Regions from separate parts of the Mus musculus genome. Here all the other regions are linked to region 2. The links are chromatin contacts, called in public ChIA-PET, Hi-C, Micro-C and promoter capture Hi-C maps. All regions are on one chromosome and are shown on one strand. The core of a region is the stretch at or near the end of the contact, and the rest is flanking DNA. Distances in the headings are between cores, read along the strand shown.

What was found. Promoter capture Hi-C pulls out the DNA fragments that hold promoters and counts their contacts. Hi-C and Micro-C count contacts between places; a contact is called where the count stands out from the background. ChIA-PET counts read pairs in DNA pulled down with a chosen protein or histone mark.
Region 1: an RNA polymerase II ChIA-PET map of memory CD8 T cells shows a contact between it and region 2, with 92 read pairs. The contact joins the promoter of Ier5 here to the promoter of Xpr1 in region 2. A contact is called at or near these places in 6 of 39 promoter capture datasets (the C10 cell line, erythroid cells, fetal liver and 2 more), 7 of 484 Hi-C or Micro-C datasets (LSK cells, cerebral cortex, embryonic stem cells and 2 more), 4 of 115 datasets of contacts at active chromatin or transcription factors (the 230-238 cell line, memory CD8 T cells, pancreatic cancer cells and 1 more) and 1 of 9 other capture datasets (liver).
Region 3: a promoter capture Hi-C map of the HPC-7 cell line shows a contact between it and region 2. The contact joins the enhancer-like site here to the promoter of Xpr1 in region 2. A contact is called at or near these places in 12 of 39 promoter capture datasets (the 3T3-L1 cell line, the C10 cell line, the HPC-7 cell line and 7 more), 1 of 15 datasets of contacts at CTCF or cohesin (large pre-B cells), 11 of 484 Hi-C or Micro-C datasets (B cells, CD4 T cells, CD8 T cells and 8 more), 6 of 115 datasets of contacts at active chromatin or transcription factors (embryonic forebrain, embryonic midbrain, fetal liver and 3 more) and 2 of 9 other capture datasets (adipose tissue and liver).
Region 4: a contact with region 2 is called in a Hi-C map of muscle stem cells, with 2.9 times the contacts expected there. The contact joins the promoter of Qsox1 here to the promoter of Xpr1 in region 2. A contact is called at or near these places in 2 of 484 Hi-C or Micro-C datasets (CD4 T cells and muscle stem cells) and 1 of 9 other capture datasets (adipose tissue).
Region 5: a Micro-C map of embryonic stem cells shows a contact between it and region 2, with 3 times the contacts expected there. The contact joins the promoter of Stx6 here to the promoter of Xpr1 in region 2. A contact is called at or near these places in 1 of 39 promoter capture datasets (the C10 cell line), 6 of 484 Hi-C or Micro-C datasets (CD8 T cells, embryonic stem cells, muscle stem cells and 1 more), 1 of 115 datasets of contacts at active chromatin or transcription factors (memory CD8 T cells) and 1 of 9 other capture datasets (liver).

The regions. Positions count from the first base shown.
Region 1 is chr1:155,098,203-155,100,902 of GRCm38.p6, reverse strand. It overlaps Ier5 (immediate early response 5), which reads left to right and starts at 1,267. Exons shown (of 1, transcript NM_010500.2): 1 at 1,267-2,700. The coding sequence starts at 1,473. The coding sequence ends at 2,399.
Region 2 is chr1:155,416,005-155,418,704 of GRCm38.p6, reverse strand. It overlaps Xpr1 (xenotropic and polytropic retrovirus receptor 1), which reads left to right and starts at 1,261. Exons shown (of 15, transcript NM_011273.2): 1 at 1,261-1,539. The coding sequence starts at 1,471.
Region 3 is chr1:155,027,979-155,030,678 of GRCm38.p6, reverse strand. Gm41980 (a long non-coding RNA gene) reads left to right here. Exons shown (of 6, transcript XR_001779499.2): 3 at 931-1,075; 4 at 1,806-1,861. Among named protein-coding and RNA genes, the nearest start is that of Gm41977, 8.2 kb to the right of the region's middle. Within about 2 kb of position 1,283, at least 100 of the 459 cell types and tissues checked have an H3K27ac peak or open chromatin away from gene starts, as enhancers often do. A contact at or near this core is called in B cells, CD8 T cells, the HPC-7 cell line and 6 more, where this site is marked.
Region 4 is chr1:155,811,641-155,814,476 of GRCm38.p6, reverse strand. Qsox1 (quiescin Q6 sulfhydryl oxidase 1) reads left to right here and starts at 1,578. Exons shown (of 12, transcript NM_001024945.1): 1 at 1,578-1,951. The coding sequence starts at 1,678.
Region 5 is chr1:155,157,333-155,160,032 of GRCm38.p6, reverse strand. Stx6 (syntaxin 6) reads right to left here and starts at 1,330. Exons shown (of 8, transcript NM_021433.3): 1 at 1,106-1,330. The coding sequence starts at 1,140.

The sequences.
Region 1 (2,700 bases), core at 18-2,517, 320 kb after region 2:
CTTCAGTTGTAGCAGTAATAGTGGCCAAAGTTAGCATCCCCCAAACCATCAGATCTGAAGGCATCCTGGTTGTGAACTGGCTCTTAATCAAGCCTACCTCTCACTAGTATTTCTTCCATGTAAATGGCCAAACCTATTGTAGGGTCAGGCAAACCTTTCACATAGACACCGTGTAAGCTGTGGTTAACTTTATTATTTAGATTGACTCTGAGAGTTGCCATTTATCTTCTGTGTAATAAAGAAGGTGTATCTGTGATTTCTTCATTTTATATTTGAAACTTCAGGGCCATAAGGCAATTTACAGAGCCATCAGGCACCAGTACAATCTTGTCATGGTCCTTCTGACAGGGATTTGCAAGACTCAGTGGATGGGACTACATTGACTGACCAGAAAAATTTTAGGAACCCTCCCCCCATACTTGACAAAAAACAATTTACATAATCAACATGGGAAACCAGAACTTATTTGTATTTTTAGAACTTACTAGATTTCCCCCAAAATAGATCAGTTACTTATTGTGTGTGTGTGTGGGGGGGGGGTATTAAACAAACAGACAAACAAAGAAAACCATTGTGGAGAAATAGGTAACATCTTCCATTTAAAATATGTGATAACTGAGAATCTGGGGAACGAAATGAAAGATGCCAGCTTTAGGTGAGAACAAACAACGTTGTACCTGAATTCTGTTCCTTCATAAGGCAGAAGCTTGGGTATTTCTAGAACGTTCCCTTTTGTTTGTAGTTAAATGCTGAGTATAACGCTAATGGGAAAGGGGCTAACTCCAACATAATATCTCAAATATATCGTGCTAGTTGTCATATATTGTCATCGCTTCCATTTCTGCCAAGAATGACCAGAAATTACAGCTGAAACAGCTATGAGCAGCTGGAAATTGTGTATGAAAGGAACTGAATTTTATTGTGCAGTAGATTCCAGCACACTAAACGAATGAAAGTTCCAGTCAGTGTGCTAAGGTACATCACAAAGCGGAATCCCTTACTACATACAGTTCTGTGGGCCTCGTTCTCCTCTATCAACGCCTCTGAACACAAATCCCACCGCACATGATCAATGGGCTGCCTGCAATCTCCCCCTTTAAGAGCTTGCTCCGCGGGACTAACGTTTGAACAGGCCCTGGGGCCCCTCCTCTGCCTCTGATTGGTCGGGGGCGGAGCACGAGGCACATCTGCCCGCCCAGAACGGTTAGCGGCGCTTTGTGATTGGCGTTCGAGGAGCATATATAAGGTGCAGTGTGGCCCCGCAGCGCTCAGTTTAGAGTCCGGCTCAGAACGGTTCTGTTGTCTGAAGGGAAGCGGCGGAGGGGGACTACGCGTCACCAGGTCTTTTCTCCACCGAGCTTTCAGACGCCGAGGGTACAACCACAGAGGAAGACCTGATCCCGCCTACAGCTCCTCTCGCAGCTTCAGAAGGCAAGCAGGCGTTCACCCTATCGTCTGGAAGCGAAGGCAGGATGGAGTTCAAGCTGGAGGCTCACCGCATCGTCAGCATCTCCCTGGGCAAGATCTACAACTCGCGGGTCCAGCGCGGCGGCATCAAGCTGCACAAGAACCTCTTGGTGTCGTTGGTGCTGCGCAGCGCCCGCCAAGTCTACCTGAGTGACCCCTGCCCTGGCCTCTACCTGGCTGGCCCTGCGGGGACCCCGGCGGTGCCGCCGCCTCAGCAGCCTGGAGAGCCTGTAGCCGGGCCACCCTCCGGCTGGGGAGAGCCGCCCCCGCCGGTCGCCCGTGCCGCCTGGCCGGAGCCCGAGCCTCAGCCGCAGCCTCAGCCTCAGCGTCCCTCCGTGTGCCACACGCCCGGAGCGGGAAGCTCAGAACCGGTGGCCGCGGTGGCCGGATCGGGGGAAGCTCTCCGGGGCGGAGAGGAGGACTCGGCGGCAGCTGCTTGGGGCCGCGTGGAGCGTCCGCGCGCGGCGTCTTCAGGAGGTGGCTCGGACGCGTGCCCCGAGGGGCCCCGGGCAGTGCGCCGCCCGTGCGGCTGTCCCCCGGCCGTGGAGGAGCGGTCCTCCGAGGACGGGTCCCCCGCGCCACCCGCCCCGTGTCCCAGGAAGCGTGGCGCAGCGGGAGTGGGTGGCGGCCGCGCGAGCTGCTCGGCACCCGGCTCTACCCCTCTCAAGAAGCCGCGCCGGAACTCGGAGGAGCAGCCAGTCACCGGCGAGGACGACACCGACGAGGAGATGGAGACCGGGAACGTGGCAAACCTCATCAGCATCTTCGGGTCTAGCTTCTCGGGACTCCTACGGAAAAGCCCCGCAGGCGGCCGAGAGGAAGAGGAGGCGGAGGAGGGCGGCCCGGAAGCCGCCGAGCCGGGGCAGATCTGCTGCGACAAGCCGGTGCTGAGAGACATGAGCCCCTGGAGCACAGCCATCGTGGCCTTCTGAGCCCCCGGGACCCGAGTGGCTGGAGCTTGAGCAGCGGGAGTCCCCGAAGTGCGGCCGGGGCCTCTCCCGGCCGCGAGGACGAGCCGAGACCGTAGGCGCTGGGCGCGTAGGGGAGACTGGTTGCTGCCGGGCAGCACATCGCCCCAGAAGGGGCAGCCCGGCTGGGCCGTGGCTCTCGAGTCTCATCCTGAGACCTAGAGTTGGAGGCTTATTGGAAGAGGACGATCGATCGTTAACTTTTGTATCTGTGTGTGTCCGTGTGTAAGTTTGTCTTGTGTTGAGACTGTTCTGTGATTCTGGA
Region 2 (2,700 bases), core at 12-2,511:
ACAAACATCCCCAGAGTTGGAGTTAGAGGTGGTTATGAGCTGCTTGCTGCTTGACATGGATTCTGGGAATGAAACTTAGGTCGCTCTTCGGAGCCATCTCTCCAGCCCCCTGACGATTCTTTCACCAGAGGCTGAGGCTTCTGTTCAAACATTTGCCAGAAAGATGTGCTTTTTCTGAGCAAGCCTCATACCCTCTCTTTCTCTTGAAGAAACATTCATAAAACCTTATTAGAAAGGGGAATTTAGAGGAAGGGAAGGAGGAAAAACATATGGCGTTTTGAAGTATGTGTGTGTGTGTGTGTGTGTGTGTGTGTGTTGGGAAGTCAACAGGGATCTATATTGTCACAGGTACAATACTTCCTTAGCAAACCTTTGAGTCTCATCAAAGTTGTAAGAGTTAAAGAGGATAAAGTTACATGTAAGGAGTTTAGAACAGTGCTTGGTACAGGGACAAGAATAGACACACTTAAAAAGAGAGTCAGCTACTATGTTATCCAGGGCTCCACCATCCAAGGTGAGACCTGGGCTTTTCCCTCAGATAAGTCCTTCAGGGCAGTCACTCTCACATGGAATATGGTACTTTGCTGCCTCTGTGGTATCTTTCCAGAGGTCAGCCTGGATACAGGACTGTCACACAGGGACTGGGTGAGGAGAGGATTCTCTTTCTTCTCAGCATTGTTTTCCCTCTCAAGTTTGCCCCCCACTCCCAGTCAGCTGTATCACAAAGTGTCAATCCTGGTTTGTATCTAGATGTTTTGGCCTTTCTGGTAGCACTAGGACTAATTAGACAATTACATTGAGATACAGAAGCAGCACAAACTTTCTGGCACTGACATTTTAAATTGAAAGCAAGCATTTATTGAGCATCTACAGCATGCAAATACAGTTCCCTTAAATACAATTGGCTCTTAACTGTTTCAACTACTCAATTTGGACCACTGCTGATTTATCTTTAAGGGTTTTATGAAGAATCAATATTAAAATGGAAATAATATTTGCACAGTTCTCTGCAAATATCAGCGTCTTGTGTGGATTATTGTTGCTCCAGTACCAATATTAATTGCAGTAGCAACATTGTTGTTTTTCCCAGGCAGAGTGTAGAAAGCAGCTGTAGGCAGACTGGAGGCAGGCGGAAGAGGTCAGGGGAGGTGCCTTCCCACGTCCGGCCCAAAGGGGCGGAGCAAGAAGGAAAGCCCCTGAGGCCACGCCCCACCCCGCCCCCTCCGTCGGAGCGGCGTAGGCGGTTACCATGGCGATGACGTCTAGAGGGCGGGGCGGGGCGGGGCTATGGAGAGGAGGAGGAAGATGGCGGGAGGGCGGCTCTGAGGAGACCTCGGCGGCGGCGGAGGAGGAGAGAAGCGCAGCTTCGCGCAGCGCCGGGGCCCATGTGGGGAGGAGTCGGAGTCGCTGTTGCCGCCGCCGCCGCCTGTAGCTGCCAGAGCCGGGTGGGAGTGAGGGGGACGCGGCAGGATGAAGTTCGCCGAGCACCTCTCCGCGCACATCACTCCCGAGTGGAGGAAGCAGTACATCCAGTATGAGGTACCTGGGGCTGCTGTGGTTGGGGCGGGCTCGGAGGGGCTGTCATCTCCCTAGCTGCGACCTCCGCCGCTGCCTTGAGCTCCCCGGCCCGGGCGGACTTTGACCCACCGCCGCGGGGAGCCACTGCGGCATCCCCGGCGCTGCTGGCCCCCGGCGGCCAGGCCGTCCTTCCCCTCCCCCGCAGCCCTCTGCCGCCGGGGTAACGGATATGCAGGCGGCGGCGAGAGGAAGGGCACTGCCGGGCTGGGGCTGGGGAATGGTGGTGGGAGGCCAAGCCGCAGGTGCGACGGCGGCCCGGGGTCGCGGCGGTTCGGCGCCACCCCCTCCCCACTCACCCTGACCTCCGGTCCCCACCGCCAGAGATCACCCCCTCTGCCAAGGTTAGGTGCTTCTCGCTGCTCACCTCTCGCCAGAGAATCGAGCTCTTGCAAGATAAACCCCTCCAGCGATTGCCTTCAGTCCACCCAGCCCCGTCGGCTTACCTCCACTTGCTCACTGTTGACAAAGGCTTTGTAACAGGATTGAAACTTGGTGAAATGTGTATCGCCTAATGCAGTGGTTATAGTTTTCAAAAGCATTGAGCCAATAGTTCTGTTTTGATAAGGAGACGGTTGTCTCTGTCTTTGTACTGACTGCACGAACTATACAGAATAATCACATCTTTGGCTTTTCACTCTTCTCTGGTTTTGGAATGGAGGGAAGAGAAAGGAGGGAAGAGAATTATTTAAAATTTCAGGTTTTCTGCTAAGTTTTTGGTAGGGAGAAAAATCACTGTATTGTGAATACAGTACCTTACTTGTGTATTGCACGAGACATGTTCCTCCTTTCAGTTTCTTCCTCTTGCAAGGCTTTTGGAGGGTTTTTAAATACATGTTTTAAGGAACCTTGCATCAATATTGGGAAAAGTAAAGACAGTGCAAACCACTCATATACTTAAAAGGTAGGATACCTGAAAGGCATTTATTTATTTATTTATTTATTTATTTATTTATTTATTTATTTATTTATTTATTTATTTGAAGCTTGCAATAGGTTATTCTCAGAAGCTAGTAGTTCAGCTCCTGGAGAGAGAAAAGACAGCGGGTCTGTAACCTCCAGGAATTCACATCTATGGTATGAGCAGGAACAAAGAGTATAAAATCAATAGGAACATGCACACAC
Region 3 (2,700 bases), core at 34-2,533, 390 kb after region 2:
CTTCTGTAATGGAAGGTGTGAAACCCAGAGGGCTTCCCGGCACTTTAAGCTATATAGCCTTTTCTGGTGGATCGAGACGATCACGTTGTGCTCTGCTCTGCCGTAAAGCAGGGATAGAAATAGGGTAGAAGAGACTTACCTGTGTGCCAGGAGTGTGGCCTCAGGTCTCCTGAAAGCCACTTTCTCAATGGAGTTGGATTCGGCCGCTGTGTGATATCAGCACAGTCTCTGTGAAGGATGGATAATTTCAATTCTCAAAACTGAGATAAGAATCAGCAGGGAGTCTGGCCCCTGGACATGCCTGTGGGGCATTTTTTCCAACGAGTTAATTGAGGTGGGTAGATCCACCCACTGGGTGTCCCATCACCCACTGTGTGTCACATCTGGGGTTGGCCTGGGATCCTGGACTGTATGAGAAGGAGAATCAGCTGTGTACAAATAGTTGTTATTCCCTTGCCATCCTGATTTTAATGTGCCCAGCTGCTTCAAGCTCTAGCTGCCCTCACGTCCCTGCCTTGTCGGACTGCACCTTGAACTGTGAGCTCAAATAAACTCTCCCAAGTTGGTTTTTCCAGGCTGTCTTCTCACTGCCACAGAAAAGAAGGCAAGGCAATGTGGCAGGGGCCTGCAGTGTCAGCCCATGCTGGCCGTTGGGCCAGCTCAACCAAAGACAGGGCTCTCGACCCATGATGGGAGAGCAAGTGTGTTGGAAGCTGCAACTGAGGCTGGTGTCCAGCACAAGTCAGGTTTCTTCCTGCTGTCTCTGCATCCCTGGTAATTGTCATTTACCCCTGGGGTCACAGCTGTCTGCCTACTCCATCACCCAGAGCCTTAGGCACTTGGGTTGCCCAGGAAGCAGGGTTGGCACCTGCTATGTACCTGCACAGTGACAACCAATAAAGTCGCTCTGGGGTTTCTGCTTCTTATTAGGATCCCAGGATGGAATGGAGAGGGAAGAGCAAAGACACAAGGCCGCTTCCCCACACTCTCCAGGAGCTCTGAGGGCTTAGATGTGTGGGTGGCGGTGCTACTGGAGGACGTGAAAAGAAGCACAGGAAGGGACACAGAGGCAACGGTAAGAAATAGGTTGGGGTCACTTCTTAAGTATGAAGCTAATTGCTATAGGGGAGCAAGCTTGTGAGTTCATACCTCCTGAGGGGCAGAAAGCCCAGCTCTGGGGCCACAGCAATTGGGAGAAGGGGTGAGATAAGGCTACAGGAGCCCCGAAGCTTCTGCTGAGGAGGCTGGGCTTTACATAACGAGCCACTGGGAGTCACGAACACAGGAAGATGATTCAGCCAACACATGGCGGCACAGGGAGACAATTCTATCTTCCTGTGGCGAGGGGGCGCAGACTCAGGTGTTAGCATTCATAGCAGCCGGAGCGGAGCAAGCCTCCGTAGCTGGGACACCGAACTGCCTGCCGGGGATCAGGAAGGCCGAGGGGCAAAGGTGGCTTGTGGGGAACTGCAGGAACTCTGGCCGAAACGTGGGGGCATCCAGTAAAGATGCGGCTAGGTGTGGGTGGGCAGGAAGAGTTAGGCGTTAGGGGGCTGAGAAGGAGGGGCAGGAGGGACCAGCCGTGGGGGGAGGGCTTTCTAAGTCCGAGGGAGTAGGGTCTAAGAGCAGGCTTTCTCTAGGTCATTCCCACATGCAGGTGAGCCGGGAAGACCAGCTGCTGGTCTTTCCAGTTGTCAGTGGCAGGGGAAGCCCAAGTTTCCATGCAGGGGGATTGCTGGTTCTGCTGACAGGCACCCCGTGCTTCCTGTTTCCTGATTGTAGAGAGAGCTATGTTTTTCCTCCAGGGAAAGAGGAAGTAGTCCCACAGCTGTCCCAGTAGCGGCTTCTGAGGTTCACCAAGGTATGTCCCTGGTTGTCTATTGGGCCTTTGAGTCCCTGTCCAAGATCCCAAGCCCATTGGGCAGTGAAAAAGGTTTTCTTTGTCTTACCAACTTCTAGGCCAGTATTTCCCAACTGTGATTAAAAGGAGCACCACCTAGGGAGTTATAAATAACCCTCGTGCCCAGGCAACAACCAAGACCAATTGAACAGAGTCTGAGGGGGAGAGCGTATTTGAAAGCACCCTGGAAGATTGCAGGGTACAGCCAAGCTTGGCAATCTCAAGTCCAAGTCCATGTTCCCGTAAATGGTGCTATTAACAATGGAGCAGGTGTTCCTGATGTCCTGAAAATGTGGCAAGGCCAGTCCAGGCTTCAGGGAAGGGCTTAGCAGGGGGAAAGGTCATTACCGATGTGAACAGCTTCTTAGTTACAAAATTGTCTACTTCCTCCTTGTCAGACAGCTGTGGACACCTGGACTGGACCCTTGTCCCTGTTCTCTAGGGTTGGGACAATTCCACACACACACCTGTTCTTATCTCTAGAACAGATTCAGGCTATGGTTCGAGTGTGTAGCTCGGACTGTTAAGCTAGCATACGGGAAAGCTGAGTGACTTTAGCCACCTACTCCAGATTTTCTCTCCCCAGGTTGGAGGTTGTGTTCAGGGTACCAGCACGGTCTGGTTCTAATGAGGGCTTGCTCATTTCCTGGCTTGCAGACAGCAGCTTTCTGCTCGTATCTTCAAAAGACAGAGGAAACTCTGGTTTCTCTTCGGAAGGTTAATCCTTCCAGACTCCAGTCTCCTCATGACCTCACTTAGAGTTAATAATCTTCCAAAGGGGTCCATGGAATCAGGGAGAG
Region 4 (2,836 bases), core at 329-2,828, 400 kb before region 2:
AGACTTAAAATTATGCTTCCAACACCTGAGACCCTAAAATGCTGCCTTTCTAGCAACAGGCAGCACTTAGACACATAGCCTGCTCTGACCCTTTCCCAAGGTCTCTCTTTCTAGGAAGCGTGTGCGAGGCTCAGATATGCAAAGAAGGCTGTTAAAATTGTGCCCATAATGGAATACAACAGAGTGGAAACAGGAGGGAAACGAGGAAGGCAGGAACCAGTTACCCTCAAAGCCAACAAACTCTACTGGACATCTTGGGGGAATTCAAGAACTCCAGAAAAAAGAAACTGGTTTTCAGATTATCAGAAAGATCTAGATAAAAGGATAAGAAATTTATATAATAATTTGGTTGTTTTTATTTTTGAGACACTATGTAGCCCAAGTTGGCCTGGCATTCATATTGTTCCATCCCAGCCTACAGAGTATCTGAGGCTTTAGACATGCCCCACCATGCCCTTTGGTTTGTTATTTTTTAAGATTACAAACCTGTATTTGGTCTTCAGCGGTATTACTGACTCGGTCGGTCCCTTCAAATATCAGATGTCCCTGTCCCTGACCACCTCCTATTATAACCATAGCTCCCCTTGATATTTGTCATCAGTCAACCTACATTCACTTGCATACCATCTGTCCCCATTGTAAGTTCCACACCCCTCAGTCTTTTATCACCTCATTCTTAATATCTGGTGCATGACTGGCACAGAGACGTTACTCAGTTTCTTATGAAGGAAAGGAGTAACACACCTTAAGGGCTAGGCCAAGGGGTCACAGAGAGGGCTAACTAATCCAGAGATACAAAAGAAAAAGGCCAGTGTGACAATTCTGAGGATGACCTATTCACTTCAAGATATCTCACAAGGCACCCGAGGTACAAAAGGTGGCCATAGGAAAATTCACTATCACTTTCTTACTTGTGGACACAAGCTTAGTTGATCCGGATACTTGAGAGAACATAGGAGCATGAGGCTGAGTAGGCTGAGGGCAATATAGCATCTGAGCTGTGGGGAGGGAGTCCAACCTGAAGGAATCAACCCAACAAAGGGTGGAGGGATGTCAATGCCAAAGAAACCTTGACTCCAAGGCAGCAGAGCCCAGCCAACTGTGGGAGAGGGCGTCCTGTCCCCTCGTAGGAAGCCCTCCAGCAATAGCTCCCTAGACGGTGGGGCCTCCGGAGGCGTGCGTGCTTCTGGCTCCTGTGGGCCTTGACAATCACAATGTCCTACCTCCTGGCTCTTTTCTCCCACCTACTTCGAATTCCCAATGTGAAAACTGCGAGAAGGAGCCCCCTGGAACTTTCCAGGAACAAGATAAATCTGTAACGACTATGCCAACGGACTCCGCTTCCGTAGGATACGGGGGCCGAGAGCGGCCAAACGTTGCCCCGGCCCCCTCAACGACCTCGAGTGCGGCCTGAGGTCCCGGGCGGCACTCGTTTCCGGACCCAGCTCGGAGGTCTGGCTCGCCGGGGGATGGGAACCGCGGAGCGCCCACCAGCACCGGGACCCCGGCTCTGGCAGCTCACACGCTCGCAGGGGCGGTCCCGGGAGTCGGCCCCGCCTCGGGGCGGAGCCTCTTAGCTCCTCCTCCTCCTCCGGGGCGGAGGCTGTTGGTGCGCGGCAGGCTCCGGATACTGACTAGTCACAAACTTGAAGGAGGTGGACATTCAAGCCGCCTAGGATGAGGAGGTGCGGCCGCCTCTCGGGGCCGCCATCGCTGCTGCTACTACTGCTGCTGCTCTCGCCTCTGCTCTTCTCGGGGCCCGGCGCTTACGCGGCCCGGCTCTCAGTGCTCTACTCGTCCTCTGACCCGCTGACGCTGCTGGATGCTGATTCGGTGCGTCCCACTGTGCTCGGCTCCAGCAGCGCCTGGGCGGTGGAGTTCTTCGCCTCCTGGTGTGGCCACTGCATCGCCTTCGCCCCGACGTGGAAGGAGCTTGCTAACGACGTGAAAGGTGAGAAGTGGAGGCCTTCCCCGACCCACCGGCAGGTCCTGCCAACCGTCCCGCTAGCTCGTCCCCTCCCTCGCGGCTTCCTTGGTCCATCGCAGTCCCTCCCCTCCCCCAATCCATAGCCTTTAAGTTCTCCCTGGCCGCGTCCCCTCAGTCCTCTGCTCCTGCGTCTTCCTCTGACAAGTCTTTGTCTCTATCCTTCGAGAGGGTTTTCTTGTTCCCTGTGCTCTTCTCTGAGCCTTTCTCCAATCCAGCTTTGTAGCAGCCTCCTTCCTCATCCAGGGATCCCTTCTTGCCAACTTCCCTAGTAGTCGAGGTGGAACAGTGCTGGATAGAGAGTTGGCATTCATTCTACCGCCCCCACCACTTTTCTCCACCCCCCGTGGCAAGTTACATAGTTGGTATACACATTTCCTTTCTCATCCTTACCTATGAGGTAGATGTCTGTCTTCATCGGGTGGTTTTCCTCTTTGCCTGTCCAGTCCAGGCTTCTCTTGACCTGCTACCTCTAGCACCTTAGCTTCCAGGCCACATTCTTATTTCTCTTCTCCTTGGGTCTGGACTCGCTTAGACCTTAGCCTTTAAGCCCATGAGACTAAACTATATGTATGCCTGTGGTGTGTGATTGGCCCGTGCTCCATGCTCCAGTCACTGGTCTGGCTATTCCTCCATTCTAAAATGCCAATTACGGGACCCACTCTTCATTTAATTACAGCCTAAGGGGTAGCAGGATAAGAAAACCACCAAACGTATAGGGATTTTTAAAGTGTGCTGTATTATAGGAATGTTAAAATATTGAAAAATTAAGACTTGCAGATGAGGGAACATAATAATGGTAATTATTATAGACCAAGTGCTTAAATAGTAGACTCTGTACTGTGGACACGA
Region 5 (2,700 bases), core at 81-2,580, 260 kb after region 2:
GTAGAGACAATCTTAGCCAAGCTGGCCTTTAATCCCAGCACTCAGGAAGCAGAGGCAGGCAGATCTCAGTGAGTTCAAGGGAGTTACACAGAGAAACTCTGTCTCAAAAAGCCAAAAAAAAAAAAAAAAGCAGTCATAATATATTTGATTGTGCATTGACTGTACACACCAAGGATAGTAAAGTATCTCATTTTAAGTTTCCCAGGACTCTTAAATACAAAAACAAACACCCACACAACTGGTCAGCTTTTACCACTATACAAGTAAGATGCAAGTAGCAACTAGTTAAAAGCAAAGAACACTTTGCAGTCAGTAGAACTTACTCTGTCTTAACTTCGCAGTTCTCAGATTTTTGACATTTCTCTGACATTCAAAGCATAAAACTGACACATTATTAGAAATAAGTTGCGACATCATAATTGCGCTTTCTTGCTTTTGTGTAATGGCTACAAAGTTGATACAACAAAGTGCAATTGATGTTTTCATCTCCCAACAGATAAACAAAGATGGAGTCAGGACAGTTCTGTCGCAAAACGAGGGCAGTAGGCTTCTAAAAAGGCAGAACGTGAAGTGAGGGAAACCTGTCAAACACCCAGGATGAAACCAAGGAGTTCAATAGAAACACTCATTTCCTTCGACACGGTGGGAAAACCCCGGTGGCTCACAAGAAACCCTCGGAAAGTTTGGTTTGGCTGATTGCATATTGTTTTCCTTCCAACATCAGCACCCGGCCTGGAGGACTTTTCCTCCCCCGGGAAAGCGCGCGTCCTCCCGCACCGGCTCCCGCACCCGCTGGACACTACCGGGCAAGCCGCGGGGTGGCCGTCCCGAGCTAGCTCCACGACTCCACAATGGAGCTCGCCCCCGCGCACGCCCACTCCAAGAGGGCCATTTCCCTTTTCCTGCCCAGATGCTGTCGGCCGGCTCCGGCGCGTCGCTCCCCACCTGCGGCGCGCGACCCCGAGGAAGTGGCGGTGCGGGCCGATAGTGGGACCCCAGGGGCCCGGCCCCAAACGACGCGCGGTGTCCGAGCACAGAGGCTGTGTCGCCCTGCCTCGATTTCCCTCCCCTCTCTCTGAGGCGGGAGTCCTCGGCCCACACTCACCCCTTCACTACAAAGAAGGGGTCCTCCATGGACATGGCGCCCGGCCCGGCAGCCCGAGCCCTCCCTGAGGTCTACCGTGGCCAGCGCCTCGGCCGGGGCGACCCGGAGCAGCAGTGCGCGCAGACCCGGGTGCCCGTCGGCCGTCGGTCCAGCAGTCGGTCAGCGCCGCGGGTCGAATCCCACTCCAAGCCGGCCCCCACGGCAGCCTCCTCCCCCGGCACCTCCGGCGTCTGGCCCCGCCCCCAGAACCTTCGCCACTACCAATCATGGACGCGTACCGCAGCCTCACTTCCGCACTCAGGCTCACGTGACCCAGATCGCCCAGGCCCTGCGCCGGAGAGGGGCGGAGCCTAGCTTGCGTCACTAGGCCCGAGAGGCGGGGCTCTGGATAGTGGGGGCGGTCTTCTGCTGCCTGGAGAAGGCAATGAGGATTTTAAGAAAGCTGTTGCTGTGTCTGATTTGCATAGACCTTTTACCTTTTCTCTACTTTTAATACTTGCTTTTAACTCCCTGTGATTTACATGCCCATCTAATCATCGTCTTGCACTAAAGGATTCTCAAAAGATCTGATTATGGTAAGGTCTTAGGTCATGCAGTGTGTAAAGGCTGTATAAACATCCTCAATCAATACTCTTTTGGAGGACGATCCTACTGTTTCTAATTTGTTAGAGACTTCATTCTTTCCTGTACAGGGTCACACAACCCCAGACACACAGATCCACAGATCCCGGACATTTGTACTTCATTCTGAAAGCAAAGAAGGAGCCAGACGGGATCACTTCCTTTCAACTACGATTGCAGAACATCCAGAGCATTTTATATGGCACAATTAGACACACTGTGCGTAACTTCTTGGATGAGAACTGTGACCTTTGATTATTGATAATCACTGAGCAGTGACTGAGCATTGGACAGGATTCTAAGTTATCTCACTGTCACATTCCTATTATTTATCATCTTCATTTTATGAATGAGCTTGGACTCCGAGAGGTTACGTGACTTAGCCAAATTCTTTAGTCTCCTTGGAGCTTGCATCAAACAAATTCCCTTTGAACCTGAAGTCCCCCATTCAATTCCTCATCTTTAAGATGTAAGGTGGTGGTGGCACACACCATTAAGACCCGCACTCAAGGGGCAGAGGCAGATGGATCTCTATGAGTCTGAGGCCAGTCTGGTCTAATGAGCTAGTTCTAGGACAGCCAGGATGTGTAGGGGTGGAGTAGGAGGAATGTTATGTGAACTCTGAGGCCCCAATGCCGTCAGGGACCCCTGAAGGAAGCTGTTGTTTAGAGGACAGCAAGAGGACATGATAGAGGAAGGGAGGAGAAGAGAAGTGAGAAGCAAAAGTCAAAGACGCCAGGCTTCTCTGAACTCCTGAAGGAGCGGTGGGTGGCAGGTGTCGGGAAGGGGAGCTGCCGGGAGAGTTGCAGGCTTTGGCTACCTACCTACTGAAATTCAGAGATAAAATGTTCATTGACAATGGCATGTAAGTGGAAGAGCAGATGAGCCTGATCCTTGAAGGTCAAACCTCAGCTCTGCTAGTCCCAGAAGCCGTGTCAAGCCAGGTTCTTAATTGTTGACTGTCCTGTCTCTGG